Linked DNA regions of Pan troglodytes: all the other regions are linked to region 3. Evidence: chromatin contacts called from public HiChIP or PLAC-seq data. All regions are on one chromosome and are shown on one strand. Each heading gives the region's core, a stretch centred on a gene start, on an enhancer-like site or on the middle of the called end of the contact. The rest is flanking DNA. Distances are from core to core; before and after follow the strand shown.

Region 1 (3,605 bases), core at 13-2,512, 130 kb before region 3:
GTTATTATATTCCCATTAATTTCACGTGAGGAAACTCGACTCAGGACAAGCGAATTGTTTGAGGTCCCAGCTGGTAAAGAAGTAGAGCTGGCAGGTCTCTCTTCCCAGCTATTTGGTGCCCTGGCATCGCGGGCTGAGCCAGTAGAGTAAGCTACTGAGCAACAGAGCAAATGTATGGGGCTTTCCCATGCCACTAATATCGAGGAGACAGTGGGCTGGGGACACCCTATCTTCTATCCCTTACCCCTCCCTCTAAAAGACTTCTGGCTCCCCCGCAAAGCCTTAGTGAGTCAGGCCCGGAGCGATGGGTGTGGTGCTGCCCAGTATTTCCTTCCTTTGCCTGAGGCTGTGCCAAAAGAGCAGGCTGCTAGAAGAGAAGGAGCCTCGACCTAGAGAGCAGCCCAGAGTCCACCAGGTGGCCGGAGATTTGGGCCAATTAAGTAGGGGGTTGGAGGTAGTAGTAGGAAGACCTGAGGTCAGTCTTGCCCTGGCAATTCGTGCCAGCAAGTGAAGACCCAACACTTGCATGAGGAAGGGATCCAACGAGGAGCTCATTAATGGGAAATATTCAGGAGCGCGGCCGAAGGGTTTGCGCCATTGTTGGTGAGTTGTTAGGACTTGGAAGAAAACTGACTTCAGTAAGCCTCCATTTCCACCCCTCGATGTGAGGAAATAAGATCAGGGCTGAGAAACAGTGATGACTAATAATACCTTAAGCTTGCACAGCATACTTTACAGTTTACAAAACACTCTTATTTGATCCTCACAACAGCCAAGAGGCGACAAGGTGGCTATTACTAATTATCCCTAGTTTCCAGACCTGGAAAACTCCGGCTCAGAACTTGGGTGACACGGGTAGGTTACCCCGCCTTTAAGTGACCAAGCCGAGACTTACTGTGCCGCTCTCCCCCTTGGAAGCCTAGTGATGTGCCTAGGTAATGAGCAGGTAAAGTCGCTGACGCTGGGCAGCAGCTAGACGGCGCTGAGGCTCCAGTAAGGGATTTGGCATTAGGACCCAGCAGAAGCCTGGCCGCCCGCCGCGGAAAAGACTATTGGATTTGCTCTGCCGGCCACACCTCCTCCTGCCCCGCCTACCTGTCCGTCTTCGCACAGCGCAGCCAATTGGTGGCCTCCACATCCTTATACGTCATTATTCTACGCCCAGGTGGCTCTAGGACACCCTGTGGTGCTCTGGGTCGCAGTTGTCCTCAGAGTTGCCTGATTGGAAAAATCTCCAGGGCGAGGGATCAGTCTCGAGGCTGCCGGTTCCCCTGGCCCTCAGGGATGGAGCCAAGGTCCCAGGGCGGGTTTTCTTTCCTAGGAAGTGGTTGCTGGGTTCTGAGGAGTTTCCCCCTTGGCAGCCCTGAGCCGGCAGTTCTGGTAGTGACTGCTGGGCCCTGCTGGACAGCGGTCGCATGCAGCTCCTATGAGGCCCCTGCCGCCGGTCGGCGATGTCCGGCTGGAGCTGTCGCCTCCGCCGCCGCTGCTGCCGGTGCCGGTTGTGAGCGGGTCTCCAGTCGGCTCCTCTGGGCGTCTCATGGCCTCTAGCAGCTCCCTGGTGCCCGACCGGCTGCGCCTGCCGCTCTGCTTCCTGGGTGTCTTTGTCTGCTATTTTTACTATGGGATCCTGCAGGAAAAGATGTGAGCGACCCCGGGGGCGGGCCGACATTCTCTCCCCAGCCTGTGACAGGGATCCCGGGCCTTCTGCCTCTGGACCCGGGCTTTCCTCTTGTCCTCCTGCCCGGCTGTCGCCCTCTTAGCACCCCACTACTTTTGCAGCTATGGCTGAGCCAACCCAGAATTCCAGAACTCCAGGATTATTTTCTGGATTCTTCGGACTTGGTTATTTTCTTTTCTTAGCTGTTTTTCCCCGCTTGGTTCTAAGGGCCTGCGTTTTACAGGCTGAGACTTCTATCCCTCAAACAGGACCCGAGTCGGCCCCCTTTTGGTACTCCCAGATGCTTGCAAACAACCTATTCGTCCTCGGCCTTGGTGCCATAGCCGAAATACCGTCTCCTCCTGCCTGGGGTACCTGATTTCACTATCTCGTTCTGCATGTTTCCTCTCCGTCTTTTTCGGGTATTCTTTTCTTAGGCTTTGGAATCAGTAGGCTGGGATGTCTAGTTTCTAGATCCAGTAAAATCAGCCCCTTTTGCAAATGAGCCTAGTGGTCCTTAACAAACTCTGCCTACATCCAGAGAGGCAAGATAATTTTAAAGTTTTCAGTGGCTCGGGATATATTAGATGACAGTGAGTGAAATACACTAATTTCTCCCTCTTTTCTCATGCATTTCATTTCTAGAACAAGAGGAAAGTATGGGGAAGGAGCCAAGCAGGAGACGTTCACCTTTGCCTTAACTTTGGTCTTCATTCAATGTGTGATTAATGCTGTGTTTGCCAAGATCTGTGAGTACCTAGATAGTAATTTGTTGGGTACCCCACCACCCCAAGTTCCCTCAGTATGCTGGGCATTAAGCATTGATTCAACCTTAAAGGCTAACTCATGATCTCCACCCCATTTTGTACTTACACAGCCTCTCTGTGAAGTCTGTAAAACTAATGACTTTGAAGTGGAGTAAAATATTATTTCCCCAATTTTTATCAGCTTCTGAGTTAGAAATGTTCAGAGAATGGGTCTTCTATATTCCAAATCCCCATTGAAAATACTTAAAACATTTTTTTCTTTCCCTTTGAGTTTCTTTTGTGTGTCAGCTTCAAGCATGCTTTGAGCATTCTCTCTTTGTTCCCTAGGGACTAGCAGCAGGGCTGACTGGTCCCTTGAACTGAATGAGGCCCCCACCTCCACCCTGCATGTGGTCTTTTGTTGGGCTTAGGTAGAATTGGAAAGATGAATAATTTTCAGAGATTTCCCAGTGTAACAGGACAGAAATAGCTTGTGTCTTATTTGACAGACAAGTTCCTTTCATGTGGCTTCAGCTTTGCTTAGTGGTCCATCCTAGCCCCACCAGGTTTCTCTTGTTTTTTTTTTTTTTCTTTTCTTTTCTTTTCTTTTTTTTTTTTTTTTTTTGTCTTCTCCCAGTGATCCAGTTTTTTGACACTGCCAGGGTGGATCGTACCCGGAGCTGGCTCTATGCTGCCTGTTCTATCTCCTATCTGGGTGCCATGGTCTCCAGCAATTCAGCACTACAGTTTGTCAACTACCCAACTCAGGTGAAACCTCAGGGTGGGATGACGGTTGGCTCAGATATCATTTGAAAAGGACTAAGAGTTCTTCCCTCAGGTCTGTGAGTTAAAAAAAAAAAAAAAAAAAAAAAAAAGATAACGGTCCTGTAAGACATTAGGAGTGTATAGAACCATAGAACTTAGGTTTAGTGGTGGTGGGTTGGGCCATGATAGGGCTGCTTTCTGAGGCTGAGGTCTCTGGTGCAGGCCCTGTGCTTACTCATCTTAATCAGTGCGGTACCTAGCATAGTACCTGACACATCACAGATGCTCAGAAATTATTTGCTGGATTTAATTTCAGGTCCTTGGTAAATCCTGCAAGCCAATCCCAGGTAAGCAAAGAAGATGGTCTTCCTCTTCTGTCGTCACTCTTCTATAGTAAGCTCTCTCTCTGCTACAACTGTGTCCCTCTCGGCTTCATC
Region 2 (3,665 bases), core at 383-2,882, 210 kb before region 3:
AACAAGAGCAAAACCTCGTCTCAAAAACAAACAAACAAAAAAAACACATACATACCACCCACCAGCTGAGGTCATTTTAGGAGACATTAAAAAGTGTACATTTTCAACCTGAAAAGCCGCTGTGAAGAGAAAGATTTCTATTGATATGAGCAAGAATACCACCCAGTTTTCCAAGTATCTTAAGGGTAACCTGCCAGGAAATGAGCAAGAATCACAGAAAACGGCTGAAATGAAGGGGGAATCTTAAAAGTCACCATTATAGTCTAATTACCGAGATATTTAAAGCCTTGACGTGAGACTTGTTCCTTCCTGGCTTGATCCTGGAACTCAGCTCTTCTCTGTGGCTTTTACCAATATATCTCCCATTGTACTCCAGGGCAGACTTAACTGCTCCTTCACTTCCTTCCAGCAACACTTTGTATACACCTCCAAGCTGAGAACTTACTAGATCCTTCTAAGGTTATTCATGTCTGTTTTCTCCTATCGGGCTGTGACACCCTTAAGCCAGGGATCACATCTAATTAATTTCTGAATCCACAGCAACCACCGCGCAGAAAGTAGTCAATAGACATTTGTTGAATTGAGTTAGATTTGTTCTATATTCTGGATCTGCCACTGCCTGAGTGGCTTGCGGCACTCCATGGACCTCCGTTAGTTCAGCTGTAAGAAGAAACGAGGGGGCCATTCCTGGGTGATCTTCTAAGTGCCTTCTAATTCTAGAAGTTTTTAGTTTTTACCAACTGCATTTTCTAGGCGCTGTCGAACTAGCAAATAAGGAAAGAGGCAACTGCTTGGAGGCAACTGGCCTGAGAGGGATCCCCTGGGAGTGGGCGCTGGCTTCCCACCACCCAGTCTTCTGCTTTGTTGTGCCCCCCACCTGGAAGGTAACGAGGCCTCCAAAACCCCGCCTCTGCACCTATCAGCGTCCCCGCTCGGAAAGGCGGGGATTCGGGCCACCCAATCGAGGTCCGCCTAAGCCGCGCCCCCACAGGACAGACTGCCAACCTCGACCAATCAGGAGAGGAGGGATCGTTCTCTCCAGCCAGTGGGAGAGCGCTGGGGCCGGGGCCAGACACCGCCCCCGCACGCGGGGAGGTGACCGTTGAGCCCAAACAGGCGGCGTCACCAGCCAATCAATATGCTTCCAGACGTTTCAGCGACCAATTAATAAGAACGCCTCCGATCCAGGCAAGCAGAGGGCGGGAATAGTTGCAAGCATAGGCCGAGGCCAGGGTCGGGCCCACATTTTTCTGTTGGGTATGGACAGAAGAGAGGGTGGCTGAACAAGGTTCGGGGGAGCGGAAAGTTGGGACCCAAGCACTGTGAGGCGTGGCCAACTGCGTCACGGTGCTCAATCGACTGTCCTTAGAAACCCGCCATCCCTCCTCTCCCGTTTCTCACCTTCCTTCGCGGCATTGCCGGCGGCTGCGGCCCGACGGTTCCGATTCGGGCAGCGGCAGCAGCAGCAGGAACGGTGGCTCCGGCGGGCTCCGTGGCGGCCTCTGTATCAGTCCCAATCCTGCGGACGATCCCTAGTGCCTCCTGCCTCTCAGCGTCTGGAGCGTTCTGCGCAGGCGCCGCGGGCTGAAGCGCTTTTTCCTTCACTTCCGGCTGGGTCTCGCGTCACCTGACGTTACGGGCCAGAGAGGGTGCTGGGAAGTTCGATCCTTTTGGTGAAGCTAGTGGGCGCCATTTTGAAGTTGGGCAGAAAGTGACTCCAGTGGTGGAACCCGGAGCCAACCATTTTTAGTTACGTGAGTGGCTCTGTTTGTGGGCGTGGGTAGCCATTGTTGTTTGGGGCAGAAGCCTGACAGTTGATGTAAACGGTTCTCATCTTTACCTTGGGCAAAATTTCCCTTCCCGGTCGTTTTAATTTCTAGAGTCGAGGAAGGAAACCCCCCAGAATCCATCAGGTTGCTGAGATTAGATTTAACCCCTTCGTAGCCTGATTGTTTAAAGGACGTTTCCGTTTATTATATAAACTCAAAGTTGCGGAGGGATGTTTTGTAAAAGAAACTTTGTATTTTAAGAAACATCGTGGTCTCGAAGGGGTGGGAATGGGTAATTGAAAAAGGAACTAACGGATAGCGTCCGCCATCAAGTTTCCTGTCTGGTAGAGGAGACATTGTCCTTGCCCTTAGCTAACAGCAAGTGAGTTAGTTGATGTCGCGGGGAGGAGGCAAAACCATTCTCCAGAAGCTGCAGGTCAAAGAATTCCCAATTTAGCTCTGTGGCGAGCGCCCACTTCCTTCCCGCACTATGTTTGGGTTTGAGACCACTGGGGGCCCTGGGGTGAAAAATGTGATTTGAAAGTGGGGAATGCAGTACCAGAGTCAGAAAAGCTTTGAACCCCATTTAGCTCAAATGACCTCTGGCATCCAGATGCTTGAGCAGAGAGTTACGAGGCGGAGGAAGAGGAAGGAATGTTTTTAGTGAAGTCGAAGCCCCCAAAAGAATGGACATTTAAATAATAATGAGAGGGCCTAGGAAGGAGAAGTTGGTCACAGATACTAGGCTGAAAGAAGAGCCTTAAGAAAAGGCTGGAAAGTGGAGAGCAGGCGTTGAGGATTTAACCTCTCCGGAGGAAAGGCCTTGAGAGGACCAAGTCTTGACCAATTGCGACTGGGTGGAACCCGGGCACGCTCAGTCATTAAGTTAGGATCCCGAACCCCAATTTCAAACTGAGGCCCCGTTAAGATGGAGATTTCCCCCAGGAGCAGGGCTAAAGAACAAAGAAGCAGAAGGTAAACATCTGATTGATGTGCTAAGTAAAGAACTCTAAAGAGTTAAAGTTCCAGACCTTTAGCCAGCACTCTCCTTGGGGATGTCCTGGGCCAGTGTTGACACAGGCAGCTTTTAGTATTTAATACTTAGCTTTTAGTGCTTAGTATAAATACCTTTGATAACCTACTTAGGTTGAACTGCACGTAAGAACTTATTTGAAAATGGTTCACATTACTTCTCACCACTTAAGCATTTAATTTCATGTAGCCCCTCACCACTTAAGCATTTAATTTCATACATTACTCTGTTATTTTGCACTCACGGATATGTTCCTGAGGTTACATTTGAATGTTCTGGCTCCCCAACTGGTGGTAAGGATCTCTTGCATTAAGAGCATATCTCAGTTATTTCATACCATCCTTCTTTTTTTCTGTCTCTTCTTTTTTTTTTCTTTCAAGACAGAGTCTTGCTGTGTTGCCCAGGCTGGAGTGCAATGGCTGGATGTCAGTTCACTGCAAGCTCCACCTCGTGGGCTCAAGGGATTCTCTTGCCTCAGCCTCCCGAGTAGCTGGGACTGCAGGCGTGTGCCACCACACCTGGCTAATTTTTGTATTTTTTGTAGAGACAGAGTTTCACCATGTTGCCCAGGCTGGTCTCGACCTACTGAGCTGAAATACTGTCTCGGCCTTCCAGAGTGCTGGGATTAAGGTGTGAGCCACCACTCCCAGCCATACCAGCCTTTTTTTTTTTTTTTTTTTTTTTTTTTTTTCCTGAGGCAGGGTTTTGCTCTTGTTGCCAGGCTGGAGGGCAATGGCACGAGCTCGGCTCACCGCAGCCTCCGCCTCCCGGGTTCAGGCGATTCTCCTGCCTCAACCTCCCGAGTAGGTGAGATTACAGGCGCCCGCCAGCACATGTGGCTACTTTTTGTATTTTTAGTAGAG
Region 3 (3,649 bases), core at 569-3,068:
GGGTCAGCCCTTCCTTTACACTCCACACTCCTGGCCTCACAGATCAGATGTGTCTTTTTGAAAGGGTTTTTATCCAGGCGCCATCCGCCTCTGGAATCTGCAGGGGCTCATCCTCCCTCTGCTGGATCAGCTGTGGTGACAACCCACACCTGGGAGATTCCTGGAGGTGCCACAGGGAGAGTGGGACAGCAGTGGGGGGCATCAGGGGGTTGACAGGGCTTCCTGAGGCGCAGCCTGGCTGTGTGTTTGCTCAGCTTTTGAAAGCAACCACTTGCCCTAGGTGTCTTTACTACCAGCACCGGGGGCATCTGGATATGGTGGTGACACTGGGGTGGGGACAGTAGGGCTCCAAGGGGCTGTGGGGTCCTCATGCCTGTGTTCTGGCCTGGGTGTTGCCGGCAGCTGTGTGCTGTGGCCGAGTCTGTCTCTGCCCCACAGTTCAGGCTGGCCCTGACTGCCAGGCCCCAGAGGTGGGGTAGAGGGACGGCTAGGACGGGAGGCTCGGGGTCTGGGTCTAGGGCTGCAGACCTGTAGGTACTTGCTCCTGGGGGTCACGGCTGAGTGGCTGGAGGGTAAAGGTGGGGCCGTGAGAAGGGAAGGGCTCTTCCCACAGTGGCATGGGGCGGTGGCAAGGGGCTTGTTGATTAAAGGGGCAGGTCCAGATGTGGGGCTGAGGCTTCACGACAGTATTGCGGGGAGGGTCAGCGGGTGCTCGGTCGGAGGGGAGTTAAGCCACGGGCTGGGTTCGGGGAGGGGATCCCCGGCGCCCTGGGTCGCCGAGAAGCCGCGGAGCCGGCGCACGGGGAGCGGGCTCTGGGCGCTCCGCTCAGCTGCCGCGAGTGCCTGGGGCGGGAGCCGCCTGCCCAAGTCCTGTGGGGCTCCGGCTGCGCGCAGCCGGGAGAGCAGAGGAAAACAACAGGCGGGGAGGGAGGGAGCGGGAGGGAAGGCGGGAGGGGAGGGACGCGGGGGCCGCCCCCCGCCTGGACCGACTCTGTGCTCTGGGGGACCCAGAACCCGGGGCTCTCTGAGTCCCAGAGGTCAGGGGAAAAGCCTGCAGGTCACCAGCTCCACGACCCGCGCCCCACTCGCCCCCCGCTTCAGCGGTCCTGAGGCTCTGGGAAGGGGTCGGGTAACCCTGGCGACCCGGCTCGAGGCCTTTTTCCGAGCGCTGGTCGCACCTCCAGCCACCCGCTGCGGAGTGGGTGGGCCAGCCAAGCACCCTCTCCCCGCCCCTATTAACCCTATCTGTCCAGTCTCCGGCCTCGGACCCGCCCTCTCCCCCAGCCTCCAGTCTTCCCCGCCATCCCCGGGATGTCGGGGGAAGGGAGAAAGTTTCAGGGCTCGCAAGCTTCCCGCGCTCTCCCCCGATCCTCCGGGCCCCCGCCCCTCTGCGCAGCTCCCCTCGGACCACTCACCAGATAGAGGCTACCCTGCACCAGGAACACGAAGCAGCAGCGAGTCAGTTGCATCTTCCTCCTCTGCTCTCGTCCCCTCGCTCTCCCCTTCTCTTTTCGGGGTCCCAGGCCTCCTTCCCCTTCCTGCTCCTTCAGGCGCGCCGTCCCATGCTCCAGTCCCCGGCGGCCCGCGGCCCTCCCCTCAGCGGGTCGCCCAGGGCCGACCCCGCCCCCTTCGGTCCAGCTGTGCAGCCGCCGCCCCCCTCCCCTGGTCCAGCTGCGCGCGGCACGGCCCCCGCTTGAGGTCCCAGATGTGCGCCCCGAGCGCCTCGAAGGGCCCCAGCTGCGCCGTGGCTCTGCTGCTCCAGATCTGCGCTCGGCGCCCCCCTCGGCTCCAGCGGCGCCGCTCTCGCCCAGATGTGCTGGGGACCTGCGCGCGCGCCCGTCCTTGGTGCTAATTCCCCAAACCAGGCTGCTCCACCCGCCCCGTCGCGGCGCGCCCCCTGGCGGACGCCCCCAGCCGCGCGGAGCCCCGGCCGCCCGCTCCCCGCGCTACGCCCCGCCAGACTAGAGCGCTCCTGGCGCCCAGGCGGCTCCCGCTTCCTCGTCCCTCCCACCGGCGGCGGCGGCGGCGGCGGCGGCAGGTACAGTGAGCCCAGCCGGTACCTCCGGAGTTAACTCCTCCCCTGCCGGCCCGCAGCCCGGGGACCTAGGACGCCGGCTCTCCAGCCAGGAGAGGACGGCACGCGGGGGCGGAGTAGCTCTTGGAGAGGAAGGGAGAGGGTGGTGTCCAGGGGATACGGACCCTACCGTTTCCACCTCTTTTGCAGGGCGCCCGTTCCCCGGGAGCGGGCAGCAAGAATCGGCTGCCCTGCCCCCAACTCAGGAGTCCTGGAATTAAGAAAGATCCTTTTTTTAAAAAACCCATTCTAAGAGCCAAAACCTGTGCTGAGGGAAGTCCTTCTGGGTGTCTAGCCTGCACTCCTTTTGTTATGATGTCTGCTCCTTCCCTCTTCTACTTTACTTGGAGGGGCTGAGATAATCCCTGGACCTTCTCGGTCCAGCCACTGTGACAGGAAGTATTTGGCTGGGCCCCTGGGCTGAAAAGGCTGTTAGGGGCCAGGCTAGATTCTGGGGCCGGGGGCAGGTCCTGAGAAGCTGGAGAGTGAGGGGAGCAAGGCCTTCCTGGAGCCTGTCCCTTCATTATTCACTACTTACCCTCTCTATGCCACAGGGGTCACCAGGCCGAGAGTGGCTCCTGTCCCAGTGGGGTCCCTGCAAACCTCCAGGGCAAGGAGGAAGAACACGACCCTGATCTGAGATTCCCAAAGATGGGGGCCCATCCTCCATCACCCCCACTCCATATCTTCAGGTCTCCCTCCTGGAATTCCAGGGTCCCTTTAGTCTGTAGAAAAATGAAAGGTCAAGTCCTGGCACCCCTTGGAGGCTATGAAGGTGAGGAGGCACCCCATCATTTGAAGTGGTCCCAGCTTGGGCTGGGCCCAAGGAGCACGGTGGGTGGGCACTCTGCTCTGTGGCCCTCCAAGGCCCAGCTCGGTCCCATGGCTGCAACCCCGGCATGCACCCAGCCTCCTCCCCCACCATCTGCCAGGCGGGTGCACGGAGAATGCAGATGAATCTTAATATCAGCCTGGGCCAAGTGCGATGAGGGAGACAGATTCTGCAAAACCCAGACAGCATCACAGAGCCCCCTGCATTTCCAGGCACCCTGGGCCATACCAAGATGCAACAGCTCTTTCTTGGTGTTGGTGGGGGGTGGGGTGGGTGGTGGCATGCATGTCTAGTCAAAGACCCCCCAAAGCCGGGGAGGCAGGAACAGGCAAATCTTTGTTTGGCCTCTAAGCCTCTGGTCCGGCTGGGAGGGAGAAGCTGTTGGCCTGAGTGTGGGCAGCTGGTTCCGGCGCTCAGCTAGGCAGGGGCGTAGCTGGGCCCACTCCTTGTCTGGTTTCCAGAAGGTCCTGTCCCTAGGAGAGCTGTGTGGCCCAGCAGAAAGAGCACAGGTTTTCAGGCCAGACAGTCCCAGATTCTGTTCCAGACCTGGCTGTGTGACCTTGGGCAGGTTACTCTGGTTCTCTGATGTCCGTTTCCTGATCTGTTCTTGCAAGAACCAAATGAGACAAAATGTGCAAACAAAGCGCAGGCACAATGGCTGGCGGGCAGTCGTAGGAGTGCAGTAAACGGAAGTTCTTGCTCCTCCACTTCCCACACATTTGCTCCGGCTGCTCCTCCTGCCA

What was found. HiChIP or PLAC-seq counts read pairs in DNA pulled down with a chosen protein or histone mark.
Region 1: an H3K4me3 HiChIP or PLAC-seq map of stem cell-derived excitatory neurons shows a contact between it and region 3, with 11 times the contacts expected there. The contact joins the promoter of SLC35B1 here to the promoter of NXPH3 in region 3. A contact is called at or near these places in 5 of 7 Hi-C or Micro-C datasets (blood, induced pluripotent stem cells, a lymphoblastoid cell line and 1 more), 1 of 1 datasets of contacts at active chromatin or transcription factors (stem cell-derived excitatory neurons) and 1 of 1 other capture datasets (stem cell-derived neural stem cells).
Region 2: a contact with region 3 is called in an H3K4me3 HiChIP or PLAC-seq map of stem cell-derived excitatory neurons, with 4 times the contacts expected there. The contact joins the promoter of KAT7 here to the promoter of NXPH3 in region 3. A contact is called at or near these places in 3 of 7 Hi-C or Micro-C datasets (blood, induced pluripotent stem cells and stem cell-derived neural progenitor cells) and 1 of 1 datasets of contacts at active chromatin or transcription factors (stem cell-derived excitatory neurons).

The regions. Positions count from the first base shown.
Region 1 is chr19:62,843,737-62,847,341 of NHGRI_mPanTro3-v2.0_pri, reverse strand. SLC35B1 (solute carrier family 35 member B1) reads left to right here and starts at 1,262. Exons shown (of 9, transcript XM_001156965.7): 1 at 1,262-1,641; 2 at 2,303-2,406; 3 at 3,041-3,171; 4 at 3,485-3,515. The coding sequence starts at 1,427.
Region 2 is chr19:62,924,771-62,928,435 of NHGRI_mPanTro3-v2.0_pri, reverse strand. KAT7 (lysine acetyltransferase 7) reads right to left here and starts at 1,632. Exons shown (of 15, transcript XM_511869.5): 1 at 1,402-1,632. The coding sequence starts at 1,416. FAM117A (family with sequence similarity 117 member A) reads left to right here and starts at 1,071. Exons shown (of 9, transcript XM_054671117.2): 1 at 1,071-1,188.
Region 3 is chr19:62,711,961-62,715,609 of NHGRI_mPanTro3-v2.0_pri, reverse strand. NXPH3 (neurexophilin 3) reads right to left here and starts at 1,818. Exons shown (of 2, transcript XM_016932473.4): 1 at 1,416-1,818. The coding sequence starts at 1,469.